4 separate regions of the Sus scrofa genome follow, and all the other regions are linked to region 4. The links are chromatin contacts, called in public Hi-C, HiChIP or PLAC-seq and promoter capture Hi-C maps. All regions are on one chromosome and are shown on one strand. Each heading gives the region's core, a stretch centred on a gene start, on an enhancer-like site or on the middle of the called end of the contact. The rest is flanking DNA. Distances are from core to core; before and after follow the strand shown. Region 1 has its middle 23 kb from the start of DDX25. Region 2 has its middle 52 kb from the start of RPUSD4. Region 3 has its middle 25 kb from the start of RPUSD4. Region 4 holds the start of CDON (cell adhesion molecule-related/down-regulated by oncogenes).

Region 1 (3,221 bases), core at 587-3,086, 130 kb after region 4:
TGCTGCCAATCTGGGGACCACACCTAGAATCAGGACTCTGGTATCATGAGAGCCTGTTGGGCAGGTGATAACTGTTACCTTGCAAATACTTATCCTTAATGAAAGAAAAATATAACTAATTTGGTGTGCTAATTTTGCACATCAAATTAGTTATATTTTTAAGTAAAAAGAACCGATTTAAGGATATATACATGTAAATGGTATGGAGATTGGCAAAGGTGAATGCAAAGATGATTGAAGTTTGGCCAGTATTGGAGTTCCCTACATGGCACAGCGGAAACGAATCCAACTAGGAACCATGAAGTTGTGGGTTCGATCCCTGGCCTCGCTCAGTGGGTTAAGGATCCAGCATTGCTGTAAGCTGTGGTGTAGGTGGCAGACGAGGCTCGGATCCCATGTGGCTGTAGTGTACGCTGGCAGCTGTAGCTCCGATTCGCCCCCTAGCCTGGGAACCTCCATATGCCGAGGGTACGGCCCTAAAAAAGACAAAAGACCGAAAAAAAAAAAAAAAAGTTTAGATAGTGCCGATGAAGGGGAAGGGCAAAGAACAAGGATTCAGACAGGCCTGCAGTACAATCCCAGAACTGCTGCAGGATGGAAACCTCTACCTCTCACCTTCCGCATTTATCAAATGGCATCTTAAGTTTCCTTGGGAGTTTCCCAGAACTAGTGAGGATTGATTTACTCCCTCCCTTTCCCAGAAGGCAGGCACAACCCCCACCCTTAGGCTGCTTACAGTCTAGGCATCTAGGAGATATGCTCTGTCACCTTTAAATGTTAAGAAATTGTTAGGAGTTATTATAGTCCTGAGTCCCTCACCCCAAGACAGAAACCATCCCACACTCTGTCTGCAGCCCGGGCCTCTGGAAGGAGGAACAAACCCTAGCCTAGCGGAGAGTGGACCGCCTCTCCTGGATGGCAGGCCCAGATCCTGAGCCTCCAGCTTGCCAGCTTCCCTCTGCTCAGGGCTGTGGGGCACAGGCCTTCTCTTTGGGGCAGCTGTTTCTAATCACGTTGCCTCAGGTTAATAGCACAGGTGTTCCATGAATCCTGAGCCTGAATCCACATGAGAACGATAGACCTGGGCCTGATCCAGAAAAGCCACCCAAGACAGAATCCATATTCCTTTTTCAGGGGGAGCAAGGCCCTGTCTTTTTCTTTTTTTTTTTTTTTTTTTTTTTTAGGGCCGCTCTTGCAACATATAGAAGTTCCCAGGCTAAGGGTCAAATTGGAGCTGCAGTGGCTGGCCTACACCACAGTCACAACAATGCAGGAGCCGAGGCGCATCCGCAGCTTATACCGCATCTTGCAGAAACGGATCACTAACCCACTGAGCAAGACCAGGGATCAAACCCATATCCTCATGGATACAAGTCAGATTCTTTAGCACTGAACTACAATGGAAACTCCAAGGCCCTGTTTTAATGGGCCTGGTTTCATTAAGTGGTGGTAGGGCAGCAAGAAAGAAAAAACTATGACAAAATGACCAATATTCTTGTGACCATTGGCCTCTCCAGAGAAGGCCCCTTCAAGGAGCTCAGGCCAAACCAATTGGTGAGAGGCAGCCTTTTAAACGATCCCCTGTGTTCATGCTTTGGGCTGGGCCCTCCAGGCTCCAAGCGGGGTTTCCATCCTACCACCAATTCCACGGGTCTTTCTGCTCCCTGGCCTCCTCGTTTTAATGATCTCAGACAGACATAAAAACGGCTGAGCTCAGCACAAGCCATTGAGACAGGAACGTTGCCTCAGGGTCCCTGTGGACCCCAGCTGGGTACCACGCCACCCTCGGTTCCATTTTGACGGGATAAAGTGAACTCATTTATTCGGTTGTTTTAAGTGAGCTCACACTAGGCAGTGCCAGAGAACAGAGACATAAATCTTTCCCAGCACGCGGAGTCACTGCCAAACACCTTGGATAAAACTTTCTGCCTGTTCGAGACAGTTTCCACCCACCCCCCACCCCAAAAAAGGAGGAGGGAAAAAGTACTAAAAATCGAAGGGAGTCAGGGGAGGGTGTTAGCAGATTCTGGGAATGACAAACTTGTCAACGCTTTGGCCTAATAAAAATTCTTCCAGTAAGAAAGGCAAACTTTTAACTCAGAGATTTTTCTGAGCGCTTTTGGGGGATGGGGGAGGGAGGGGGAGGGCATCCTGATCACCTGGCCTGGCTGTGGTTAACCCCAAAGGGGAACCAGGGATTTTTCTACATCCATAAAGGCTGCATCTGCATGAGAGGTGGGCGGTTTGTCACACTTGACTCTCTGGGCTCTGGCTACACCTCAAATGCTTCTAAACTAGAGCAAACTCATGCAGGCTGTTGGAAAAGATTTTGAAAACCTCCCAGCCAGAGAGAAATCTTACCTCAGGAGTGCAGTCACTCAGGGAAGGGGACAACGAGCGCTGTGGCCCAGCCAGCCCTGTGTGGCTGCGGGACCAAGAACTGCTTTTGTTTTTCCTTCACTGAGAGAGTTCTTTAGAGTGTGGATTCTTTGCAAATACTCAAAAGCGGCAACCATGTAGAAGAAAGTCACTCTCAATCTCACCATCCCTATAATGTGTCAAATGGTTTTATTTCCAAGTTTCTTGTCTCCCACATACTTTTAAAGCATAATTGTGACCAGGACTCCAGGCACTGCCCCCCTCACCCCCACCTTCTACTTCCCCTTCTTTTTAGGTCAAGAAGTTCCACCAGATCTGTGTTCTAGAACTTCGCTACACAAATGTGCTCTTCAGACTAAGGGCATCACTGCCACCCAGATCTATGACTAAGAGCCACAGCTTTGCACGCTCCCTGGTGGTTTCTGTTCACATTCGAGCCTCTGAGAGGGTGTTCTGAACAGATGGACCAGGACAAAACTCTTCTGTGAACTGGGGCAACACAAAATTCCTTCTTCTTTCTTCTTCCTGGAGGGATGGGACAGGGATGTGGGGAGGAGGCGCTGGGCTGGGTGCAGGATGAGTTAGGAAGGATCTCTGCTTTCCTGCACCCCACCTCCTCTGCCCCCACGAAGAGGGATTTCAAAGCTGGAAGGGACCTTGGGGATGAGGCCATGGCAGGAGGATGGCTTTGTCTGGCACAGAATGAGCTAGAAATACTCTAGGTGGGGCTAGAACCCAGGTCTCCGACCCCATGGGCCCATTGCTCGTTCCTCACCTGAATGTGCTCTGGCAGACAAGTAGGCAGGTGGGCATGTGTGGCCCAAGCCAAGCCAGAGACACCC
Region 2 (3,331 bases), core at 638-3,137, 78 kb before region 4:
CCCTGATTTGCCAGGGGCTGCAGGGGGCAGAGGGGTGGGGCAGGCTCTCCACCCGCATCTGCTCCCCTGCCTCTGCTTCCCAGTCAACTCCGCAGCCAATGCCAAGGGGAGGTGAGCAGTGCATGACAGAGCATCTGTTCGGTGCCAACAGTGAGGCGCTGTGGGCGATGCTGGGCAGCATAGCCAGCAGGGGGCCTTGGTCCCTTCTGCAACACAGCTGCTCTGGGAGGGTTTGGGCACAGTCGATAACATTGTGTCCCAAACTTTTTGATCATGAATTGTATCAAGGCCCTCCTGCCTAAATATTGCCTGATTAGCAGTATCTTACAACTGGTTAATATCTATGGGCTATGAAAGTCCTTTATTTCCACTCTCAGCTGCCCTCTCCATAGCCCTAGAACATACGGTTATCAGCTCCTGATTGCAGAGAGCTCTCAGGCTCTGGTACTACTTGGAAGACAAAAGCTAAGTAGAGATTTGAACCTAAATTTAGTCTAATGTAAAGAATGGCTAATTAGGAGTTCCGTCATGGTTCAGTGGAAACTAGTCTAACTAGGGTCCGTGAGGACACAGATTTGATCCCTGGCCTCGCTCAATGGGTTAAGGATCCGGTGCTGCCGTGAGCTGTGGTGTAGCTCACAGATGAGGCTCAGATCCCTTGTTTTGCTGTGGCTGTGGTGTAGGCCAGTGGCCACAGCTCTGATTCGACCCCCTAGCCTGGGAACTTCCATATGCCGTGGTTGCGGGCCTAAAAAGACAGGGGAAAAAAAAAAAAATAAAGGCTGATTAGTTTGAGAACTGGGTCCACCTTTCTCCACCTGGCCCTGTCTGACCCTGTTCTGAAACAAAAACAGAGTCTGGGTTTGGAGGTATCTGGCCAGCCTGGGGCGCACCTATATGTTTCTAGAATTATTTCTACCTTTGACCACAGCAGGTCTCTGGGATTACCATAGTGACCATTAGAGGTGATGCTATAGCTCTCACTGGGCAAAAAAAATTGGACCATTCGAGGGATGGGAATGTGAGAGAAATAGCCCATTATCAGAGGACATGTCGAAAAAGGGAGGCCCGAGACTCTATAAAAAGTCACCAATCACCTAGCTCAGGCAGGGGCCAGGCCAGGTTTTTCGGGGCTTGAGGTTTTTTTTTTTCTCCTGTCTTTTTAGGGTCACACCTGAGGCATATGGATGTTCCCAGGCTAGGGGTCGAATCAGAGCTATAGCCGCCAGCTTACACCATAGCCACAGCAACGCAGGATCCAAGCTGTGTCTGTGAGCTATACCACGGCTCACAGCAACATCGGGTCCTTAACCCACCAAGTAAAGCCAGAGATTGAACCCACACCCGCATGATACTAGTTGGATTCGTTAACCACTGAACACCCAGGAACTCCTGAGTCTGCATTTTTAACTTTGAGTTGTCCAGAGGATTCCCATCCCAGACATTTGGGGATTAAAGTCTATGAAACCCTGGTCTAGCCCAACCCTGTCCTGAGGAGGTGATGGCAGAGAACAGGCGAACCTTGCCACAGGCCTAGAACCCATCAGCAGCCGGGGCAGAGCTGGCATCTGAAACCTGCATTCCTAGTTCATGGCTCCTTCAGCCTGCCACGTGCCTTCTGGTCAACTTCATTTCCTGAAGAAGCCAAGTTGTTAATGTGGGGATAGCAGGAAGTGGCAGGGACAGCACAGACGGCGCGGGTGGGAGGTGGTGGGGAGACATGCCCATTGGGACTCTCGAAAGGGGAGAGACCCTGGGCCCTGGAGGCTGTGCCTAGGTTGCTGGGCAGGAGACCCTTCATCGCTGGCAGGTGCCTTGGGAGAGGGACAGACCTGCCCCAGAGGGGAATGTCCATTAACAGTGGCTCAGACCAGGTCAAAGTTCACCCACCATCAAAGGGTCCAAATGTTAAGGCAAAGCTCTGTGGAGCCAAAACACTGACTTGTCCTGGTGGGAACTTTGTTTGTTTGTTTGTTTTGGCTGGAGTTTTAGTCCAAACATGTGAATGACTCTCATCTACTGATGAGAGCGTCTCCTCTTCCCTAGGCGGCCCTTCTGAGGACACGTTACCCACTCAGGAGGCCAGAGCTGGGGGAGGCTGGGAAGTGGGCTCCTTACTGTCCTGAGTGACAGAGGGGACGGGAAGGAGAAGAAGCAGGAACAGGGAAGACAGAGAGCACTTGACAGATGGTAGACACGTGCACCTGCTGCCCCAGGTTCCACCGTGATGCCACCAGGCCTGGGCCTGAGATGTGGGCCCACGATGTGGAGACCCTCCCTGAATGTGGAGGAAGTCAGCATTCTCCTCAGAGTAAAGGGAAGAGGAAATTGCTCAAACTTTGTAGAAGGCTGAGGAGCCCAACAGGCCTAGAGGATCAGGATGAGATGCCCTTGGCCGGGGCCTTGTCACTGCACAACCCCAGGGGGCGCCAGCCACAAAGTATTCTAGTGACAGGGCAGCCTGCTCTTAAGACTGTGGTTACTTAATCCTTGCCCGCTCATGGGGAGGAAAGGCAAGGACAGTGGAGGAGGAAGGAAGAAAGGAAGGAAGGAAGAAAGGAAGGAAGGAAGGAAGGATAAGAAGAAAGGAAGGTGAGAAGGAGAGAGGGAGGGAAGGAGGGGCAAATTCTCCCTGAATCCCTACTTTGTGTCAAGCCCTCGGCTGGGCCTGGGACGTTCAGGTGGGCAAGCAGAGAGAGGCCAGAGAGAAGGACGGGGAGCAGGGCTGGGGGCGGGAGAGGCAAGCCGCCAGAGGAGGGCCGAGCCCCTTGAAAGATGCTATTGTTTGAGGTCTCTGCTCAGAGAAGCCCTGAGTAAAAAGAGCTTGTTAGAGAGGGCCAGGCTGGAGACAAGCAGCTCTCAGAGAGCCAGTGAACCGTGTGAAATGACTTAAACTAACATCCCTGACTGCACTGGGCTGGGACCCAGGAGTCAGGACCGTGTGCTCATCAGAAATTCATAGAAGGTGCCCCGTGGCTCGGCTTTCTCTGGCCGCCTTGTTCATTGAGCAGTTTTTTCTTTCCAGTCCTGCGGCTCTGAAAGAGAGACAGGGGCTGCCTGATGGGGAAGATCAAGTGGCCTTTGAAAACCTCTCTTGGAGTTTATTAAACCCTGGGGCTGGGGCAGGCCGACCTGGAGGCCCAGCCAGGCCTGGCTCCGCCCCCCTGGGCTCCCCATAGGGAACCTGGCCTGCTCTCAGGTCCCAAATTGGCAGGCCTGTGGCAAGGGACAGGGAGCGGGTCCTGCAGGAACTGGAGGGAACACACACATATTTTTCCAGGAGATGAGGGAAGGGGCATGAGGGAGGGGGCCAGAGCAGGGTGAAGGCCCT
Region 3 (3,288 bases), core at 320-2,819, 110 kb before region 4:
TGGGTAGTAAATACTGTAAAAAAGAAAAAAATAGAAAGGATTGTTGATACAAAGTGTAAGATGCCCGCTTCTACATTGGATGGCCCTTCATGAAACAAAAGGGTTTTTTCCTTTCTCTTTTGGGTGGAGGAAGTGTGTTTGGCTGAAAAGGAGAGGCTTGGGGAGGGGGGTTCCTGTGTGTGCCATGGCTGTAGGGATAGAAGGAAGTGCCCTTTTCCTCTGGCCTGTCACCTTCCTGCCTGCATCCACCAGGGCAGGTTTCAATGGGACCTACTGCACCCAGGGCCACACTTCTGGAGAGTGTGTTTTCCAGGGCTGCCCACGCCAAGAGGCCCAGGCTCTGCAGTGCCCATGCCCAGTGAGATGCATTGGCAGCTTGAGCATAACTTTGCCAGTGCTTCATTCAAAAGTTACTTTTCAAGGGAGGGAATGGACTGGACTGAGAGTTTGGGGTTGGTAGACGCAAACTATTACATTTAGAATAGGTAATCAATGAGGTCCTGCTGTACAGCACAGGGAACGATATCCAGTCTCTTGGGATAGACCATGATGGAAGATAATCTAAGAAGGGGAGTACACGCACACACACACACACACACACACACACACACACACACACACACACACACGTGTGTGTGTGTGTATGTAACAGTGGGTCACTTTGTTGTACAGCAGAAATTGGCACAACATAATGTGCCAATTTATAGTAAACCAATTATACTCTAAAGATTTTTTTAAAAATTACTTTTCAAAAAGAATCATTGCTGGAGCACCTACTATTTGCCGGCACTAGCTGTATAAAGTGAGGGGTCTGGGATGGTAAAAAGCAGAAAGCACAGGGAGCTGGCAAAGGGTAGAAAAGATATATGAGGAGGTGGGATTTTTCAGCCTGGACAGGAGAGAGAAGGCTGCTGGCAGCTGGGGCTCCAGAGGAAAGTCACTTCTGCCTTCACAGAGATCTGTAGGGAGAAGCCTGGGTGCTCCTCGCTGAGGACAGATGATGCAGGAGGCCAGGTCCTGGTGTCCCAGCTTTGAGAGGAGGCAACATCCCCCAAGCTGAGGACTTCACAGCTGCATACAAGAAGGCTGCCCAACCTTCCTGCCAGGGAACGTGGCCTTGGGATGATGGGGGAGGAAGACATGGCCACTGCTCCTTTCGGCAAGGGGACGATTAAATGTCTTACAAACCAGGATAGTTGTGAGAAGGAAAGGTGACACTCAAAAATCACACCCCACCCCCACTTAAACCAAGACTGTCCCCAGGCGATCAGGGTTGGGGTCACCCCACTTATGGCTGCAGAGTTGGCCACGCAGGAAGCCAGGCAACCTGGTTCCCAATTATTGGCATGAGCAAGTGGCAGCAGCAGAATGTGGGGTAGCGTCCTCCCCAGGAAGCCACACAGGACAGGTAGGAGGGGGGCCGGGGGAAGGCAGAAGGGTCCCAGAGGGGAAAGGGCTAGGCGGGGCTCTGAGCTGGGTTTCCAGGCTGTGATCAGAGCGCCAGGCTGTGGTCAGAGTGCTGCTCGCTAGGGAGTTGTGGCCAACCAACACCACACCGAAGAGGGAGCAGTGAGTAAACAGACCGGGGAGTGGAATTGGCCCTATTGGCCCTGGGGGGATGGGCTGTGTGGATCTACTCCTCCCCGCAACCATGGGACTGCCAGAGAGCAAGAGGAGGTGTAAAGAGGCTTCCAGACACACTTCCCCACCCTCCTACCTCCAGTTAGCCTGAGTGAGAGCAGTGATTCCTTTCTGTTGCCTGGACCCTTGGGAGAATCTGATGAAAGCTGCAGGAAAATGCACAAGTGCCTTCCTATATACCATTTTGCAATTTTAGGGGATTCATGGACCCCAAGTTAAAAATCTCTATTCTAGGAAATGGTGTGCTCCCCCCACCCTCTAACAGCTTTATTGAGAATTCACAATACCTTAAAGTCCACCCAAAGTGTCCAATTCAATGGTTTTTAGTATATCCAATTAATTTTAGAATATTTTCAGCACTGGGAAAAGAAAGCCCTGACACTCGGCAGTCATCAATCCCAATTTCCCTCTTCTCCCCAGACCTAGACAATCACTAATCTAGGTTCTGTCTCTGTAGATTGGATATTTCATATAAATGGAATCATATAATATGTGGTCCCTTTTGACTGGTTTCTTTCACTTAGCATCATGTTTTTTCAGGTTCATTCTGTTTTACATTTTTAAAATTGCTAAATAATACTCCATTGCATAGATATACCAAATTTTGTTTATTTGTTTTTCAGTTGATAGACATTTGGGATATTTCCTTTTTTTTTTTTTTTTTTTGCCACTCCTGCAGCATGGAGAAGTTCCTGGGCCAGGGATTGCCATAGCAGCAACCTGAGCCACTGCAGTGAAACCTCAAGATCCTTAACCTGCTATACCACAGGGGAATCCCACGTTTTGCTTTTTATGACCAATGCTTCTCTGAATACTTGTGGACATATTGCATGGACATGTGTTTTCATTTTTCTTAGGTGTATACCCAGGAGTGGAATTGCTGAGTCATATACGTTTTGCCTTTGAGGAACCCGCAGTTTTTCAAAGCGGCTGTACCATTTTATATTCCTGCCAGAAGTGTATGATGGTTCCAATTTCTCCACCTCCTCACCAACACTTCTTATTATTTGTCTTTTTGATTCTAGACATCCTAGTGGCTGCAGAGTGCTCTCATTGTGTGTGTGTTTTATTTTTAAGGCCGCACTTGTGGCATATGGAAATTCCCAGGCTAGGGGTCAAATTGGAGCTGCTGACCTATGCCACAGCCACAGCCACGCCAGATCCGAGCCCCATCTGCGACCTACACCACTTTGCTCAGCTGAGGATTGAATCTGCATCCCTGCCATTGCACCTTCTTTATCTAAAGCTTTCACTGGTCTTCACCTTGACCTAGAGGCCCGAGGAAAACAACAGGATGGTTTTGAAGGGACATCTCACTAATTTCCCTGGGTTCTCCATTCTCTTAGGAAGAAGAAGAGTAGAAATTGAGGGGGTGAGAGATGTCAGCTGTTGGGCTCTGAGATTCTGGTTAAATTGGTAAGCTTGCCAGTTTTCTTCCTCAGAAATTAGAATTAGATGGAAGAAACCTTAGAACTACAGAAGCTGAACAATCTCATTGCATAGATAAAGAAACCAAGGCCCAGAGAGGTGAACAGTCTCACCCGGGGTCACACAGTCAGCTGGTACAGGCTGACCTAAAACCCAATGCTCTTTTCATATCACTTCCATGTGTCCCTACCCCCTGAATAGGGTAGGTTATAGCCATGA
Region 4 (3,234 bases), core at 92-2,591:
CACAATCAATGGGGGCCCCAAGAGTAGAACCTGGAAGGGTTGGAATAGGACAGCTGCCGTATAGGGCAGCTAGGATTCTTGCAGAGTGCCACAAAAAACCTGTAAGACTTCCATTCCATTCACACAAAAATCTCAATTTAGATAAATCTTCAATGTTTATACATCTTATTTGCTAATTGAAAAATCATTTAATACAGCTTAAGTTAATAACATCCAGACTCAGTTTAAATAAGTAAAAAATGGAACAATAGAAAACAAAGAAATAGAACTCTTTTTTTTATCCTCCTGTACTGTCCTTCTTAGGACCTTATGCTTTCCTAAAGACCCTGGATATAGCTAAAGCAAAACAATAAACTGTCTGAACACCACTATACTTTCAAAAATTTGCTTGTGAAATTCAAGAAAAAAGGTAAGGAAGACTGTCATGCTTCTTTGATGTTCAGTACTGAGTGTTTTTGAACTGTGAGTATCATTAGGGCTGTTTTTGTAGTTAAATAGTAAGTAATAATGACGATGGTAAAAAAAAAACCCAATACACATATATGTAATAATACATATTATTATTATATAGAAGTCACAGTCCTTGAATGTCCACGCAGTGGCAGGTGCTTTCTACCAAGTATCACATTTATGCTTCGCAACAACCTTTTAAACAGAAATTATTTTCCCCTTTTTTCTTTTTGAACAACTGAAGTTCAGTGGGATCAGATCACTTGGGGCACGTCCAAAGGACGAAGTGGTAAGACTCTGGGGCCAAAGGCCGTGCTGGTTGGACCAGGCGACACTGAGCTTCTGCTAGTCTCTGAGAAGTTTTGTTACCTGCCTGCACGTATGTGAATGCCGGGCGAGTGTGGTGGGGAATCAGACGAAGCTGTCTAAGAATCTAAACACAGAAAGTGGTAAAAACGCGAAGGAACCAAAAGGGGCGGGAAGTTGGAACTATAAAAGAGATACCAGGTAGGCACCAACAGAAGGGATGGACTAGCTGGCTCCTCAGACAACTTAGGTGGATGGGTGAGGGGCGGGGCCTAAGCGGGGAAACCCGGGAGCGTGTAGACCAGTAGTGGACCGGCCCGAAATGACGCCTCTCTCGGGGAAGCAAAGGTGAGGGGAAAGTGAGTGCAGCCATATGGAAAACTCTGGAAAATGCCAAGGCAGCTCATCTTCATTTTCCTAAATAAAGCAGAAACTATCCTCTCCTTTCCTGGGGGGGGGGGTCTCTTGTAGAGCAAGCAGGAGTGGGACTGGGAGGAGGGCCTGCACAGAGCGCCCCCCCGTCACGTTGGTACGGCCCATCCCCCCGCCGCTGATCTGGCAGGCTGCGCGCGCACCCTCCGGCCGGGCGCGGGCCGTCGGGGAGCTGCGGCCTCCGCGGCCGGGTTCCCTCCTCTCGCTCCTCGCGTGCTCCTCGCTGGCCCAGCGCCCGCCGGGTTACGCGCCCGCGCGCCTGGGCGGGGGAGGAGCGCGGCCGCGGGGGCGCGCCCCAGTGACTCCGCCCTCCCCCCTCTTCTCCTCAGCTTCCCTCCCCTGAATCCCGGGTGCCCGGCTCCCGCGGCTCCGTGTGAGGAGACCGGGATTCCGCGCCGCCTGCCCTCGCGTCCCCGCTCCGGCGTGCGAGGCGCCGCGCCCTCCCGGTGCCCTGCCTGGTGCATGGAGGGGCCCGTTCGGACAGCAGCCGCCGCCGTAGCCGCCGCCAGCGCGCGGGGGATGACCTGGGGGTGGCTCTCGGAGCCGGCTGCCGCGCAGGAGGTCTGGGGGCTTAACCAGCCCCGCTCAGAGGTGCGGGGGTGGGGGTCCCACCTAAGGGTCGGTGGGAGGGGTGGCCTGGGGACACCGGGCTTGGGAGCCACGAGGCTTGGGAGGTGGAGGTCAGAGAGTGGACGGGCCAGCATGCCCCGGAGGTCGTGGGGGTCCAGGCTGCCTGCGGGGTCTGGGGAGGGCAGCTGACGGATGCGCAGCGGGGAGCTCAGGCGTCCCCAGTCCTCGGGGACTCTGAGCCTCCTCGTGGGAGGAGGCGGGGTGAGGTGTCAGTGACACTGTTAAATCTCTTTGACAATGATCCGCTGGGGCAGGTGAGATGCAGCACAGCGGGGAGCTTGGGGCGCCAGCATGTTTTCCCAAGGGAGCGGGGTCCCTCGCCTCTCTCAACCTCCATCCCGCAGAGCGCCCTCCAGACACAGTGATTTATGGTTAGGGAGAATCAAGAGAAATTTCCTGCACAATGTATCTTTCTCTGCCTTCATAGACTCAGTGACTTCCCAGCCCCAGGGAGCGTATTTTTCCTTCTCCTCTGTAAAGCTTTCTGTGGATTGCATTATCATTTGCTAAATACACTGCAGCTCGCCATTTATTTCACTCCGCAGCTTCCAGACCTTTGTTGCATTCTCTCCACATCTAGGGATTTCTGTAATAAATCACTGAGGGGGATAGAGAGGCTCTCTCGCCCTTCCCTTCATTGTTCTCCCTAACCTCACCAAGTCAGGTGGAAGGCTCTCCAAAGGAGCCTTCTATAGAATGCCTGCCTTTCCCAGTCCGGACTCCAGAGGGTGGCAGGTGCCTTAAGGGCAGGCTGTTATCCAGTTGAGATCTAGAATTTAGGGAAGCTCATTAACAGAACCTCTGGGTCCTAATTCAGACACCTTGAGAAAGCAGAAGATTGGACTAAAAGGTAACATGAGATTTAGTCTCAGACCAATGGCCAGTCAAAGAGGCCAGTTCTGATTCCATGCCTCACTGATGCTACAGCCCTCAGACACCTCAGCTGACTTTTGGCATACTATGTCTGCTGGGAGAGGATGGGGAGGGGGCTGAAGAATGAAATAGGTTTATCCTCAGAATAATTCTAAACGTTCTATTACATTTTATAGCTTATTTTTAGGGGTAATCTATTTTAGCTGAAAATGTGGGGGTAGTTCAACTTTTAGGAAGAGATGAAAGAAAACTCCAGAAAATTTCTGGAAAATTTAAATTAGTGCTTAACTAGAAAGCATTCTTAGGAACCCAGAGAGGCACCAGATACTGTAGTTTCTGTTTTGCACATGTGGAAATAAACTGCCTCATACTTTAAGTTATATGAGAAGAATGGGGAAAACCTGTTTCATTTTGTAAAGACGTGCCCTGGGTGTGTGTTTGGCAGTGTGTAGAGCAGAAACATTTATATTTCTATTAAAAAAACACACACACACAAGTGTGTATTGTTTAACTTTCATGCAAAAACTCGGATGTAGTATTTGG

The links. Promoter capture Hi-C pulls out the DNA fragments that hold promoters and counts their contacts. Hi-C and Micro-C count contacts between places; a contact is called where the count stands out from the background. HiChIP or PLAC-seq counts read pairs in DNA pulled down with a chosen protein or histone mark.
Region 1: an H3K27ac HiChIP or PLAC-seq map of skeletal muscle shows a contact between it and region 4, with 5 times the contacts expected there. The contact joins the enhancer-like site here to the promoter of CDON in region 4. A contact is called at or near these places in 4 of 5 promoter capture datasets (fetal liver, fetal skeletal muscle, liver and 1 more), 7 of 47 Hi-C or Micro-C datasets (embryonic fibroblasts, epiblast stem cells, fetal skeletal muscle and 2 more) and 1 of 2 datasets of contacts at active chromatin or transcription factors (skeletal muscle).
Region 2: a promoter capture Hi-C map of liver shows a contact between it and region 4, with 6 times the contacts expected there. The contact joins the enhancer-like site here to the promoter of CDON in region 4. A contact is called at or near these places in 2 of 5 promoter capture datasets (fetal skeletal muscle and liver), 4 of 47 Hi-C or Micro-C datasets (adipocytes, embryonic fibroblasts, omental adipose tissue and 1 more) and 1 of 2 datasets of contacts at active chromatin or transcription factors (skeletal muscle).
Region 3: a contact with region 4 is called in a Hi-C map of liver, with 13 times the contacts expected there. The contact joins the enhancer-like site here to the promoter of CDON in region 4. A contact is called at or near these places in 3 of 5 promoter capture datasets (fetal liver, fetal skeletal muscle and liver), 10 of 47 Hi-C or Micro-C datasets (embryonic fibroblasts, epiblast stem cells, fetal skeletal muscle and 6 more) and 1 of 2 datasets of contacts at active chromatin or transcription factors (skeletal muscle).

The regions. Positions count from the first base shown.
Region 1 is chr9:53,050,601-53,053,821 of Sscrofa11.1, reverse strand. No RefSeq gene overlaps it. Among named protein-coding and RNA genes, the nearest start is that of DDX25, 23 kb to the right of the region's middle. Within about 2 kb of position 1,836, at least 9 of the 83 cell types and tissues checked have an H3K27ac peak or open chromatin away from gene starts, as enhancers often do. A contact at or near this core is called in skeletal muscle, where this site is marked.
Region 2 is chr9:53,255,142-53,258,472 of Sscrofa11.1, reverse strand. No RefSeq gene overlaps it. Among named protein-coding and RNA genes, the nearest start is that of RPUSD4, 52 kb to the left of the region's middle. Within about 2 kb of position 1,887, at least 18 of the 83 cell types and tissues checked have an H3K27ac peak or open chromatin away from gene starts, as enhancers often do. A contact at or near this core is called in fetal skeletal muscle, liver, omental adipose tissue and 1 more, where this site is marked.
Region 3 is chr9:53,282,807-53,286,094 of Sscrofa11.1, reverse strand. No RefSeq gene overlaps it. Among named protein-coding and RNA genes, the nearest start is that of RPUSD4, 25 kb to the left of the region's middle. Within about 2 kb of position 1,569, at least 5 of the 83 cell types and tissues checked have an H3K27ac peak or open chromatin away from gene starts, as enhancers often do. A contact at or near this core is called in fetal liver and liver, where this site is marked.
Region 4 is chr9:53,176,988-53,180,221 of Sscrofa11.1, reverse strand. CDON (cell adhesion molecule-related/down-regulated by oncogenes) reads left to right here and starts at 1,341. Exons shown (of 20, transcript XM_021063103.1): 1 at 1,341-1,779.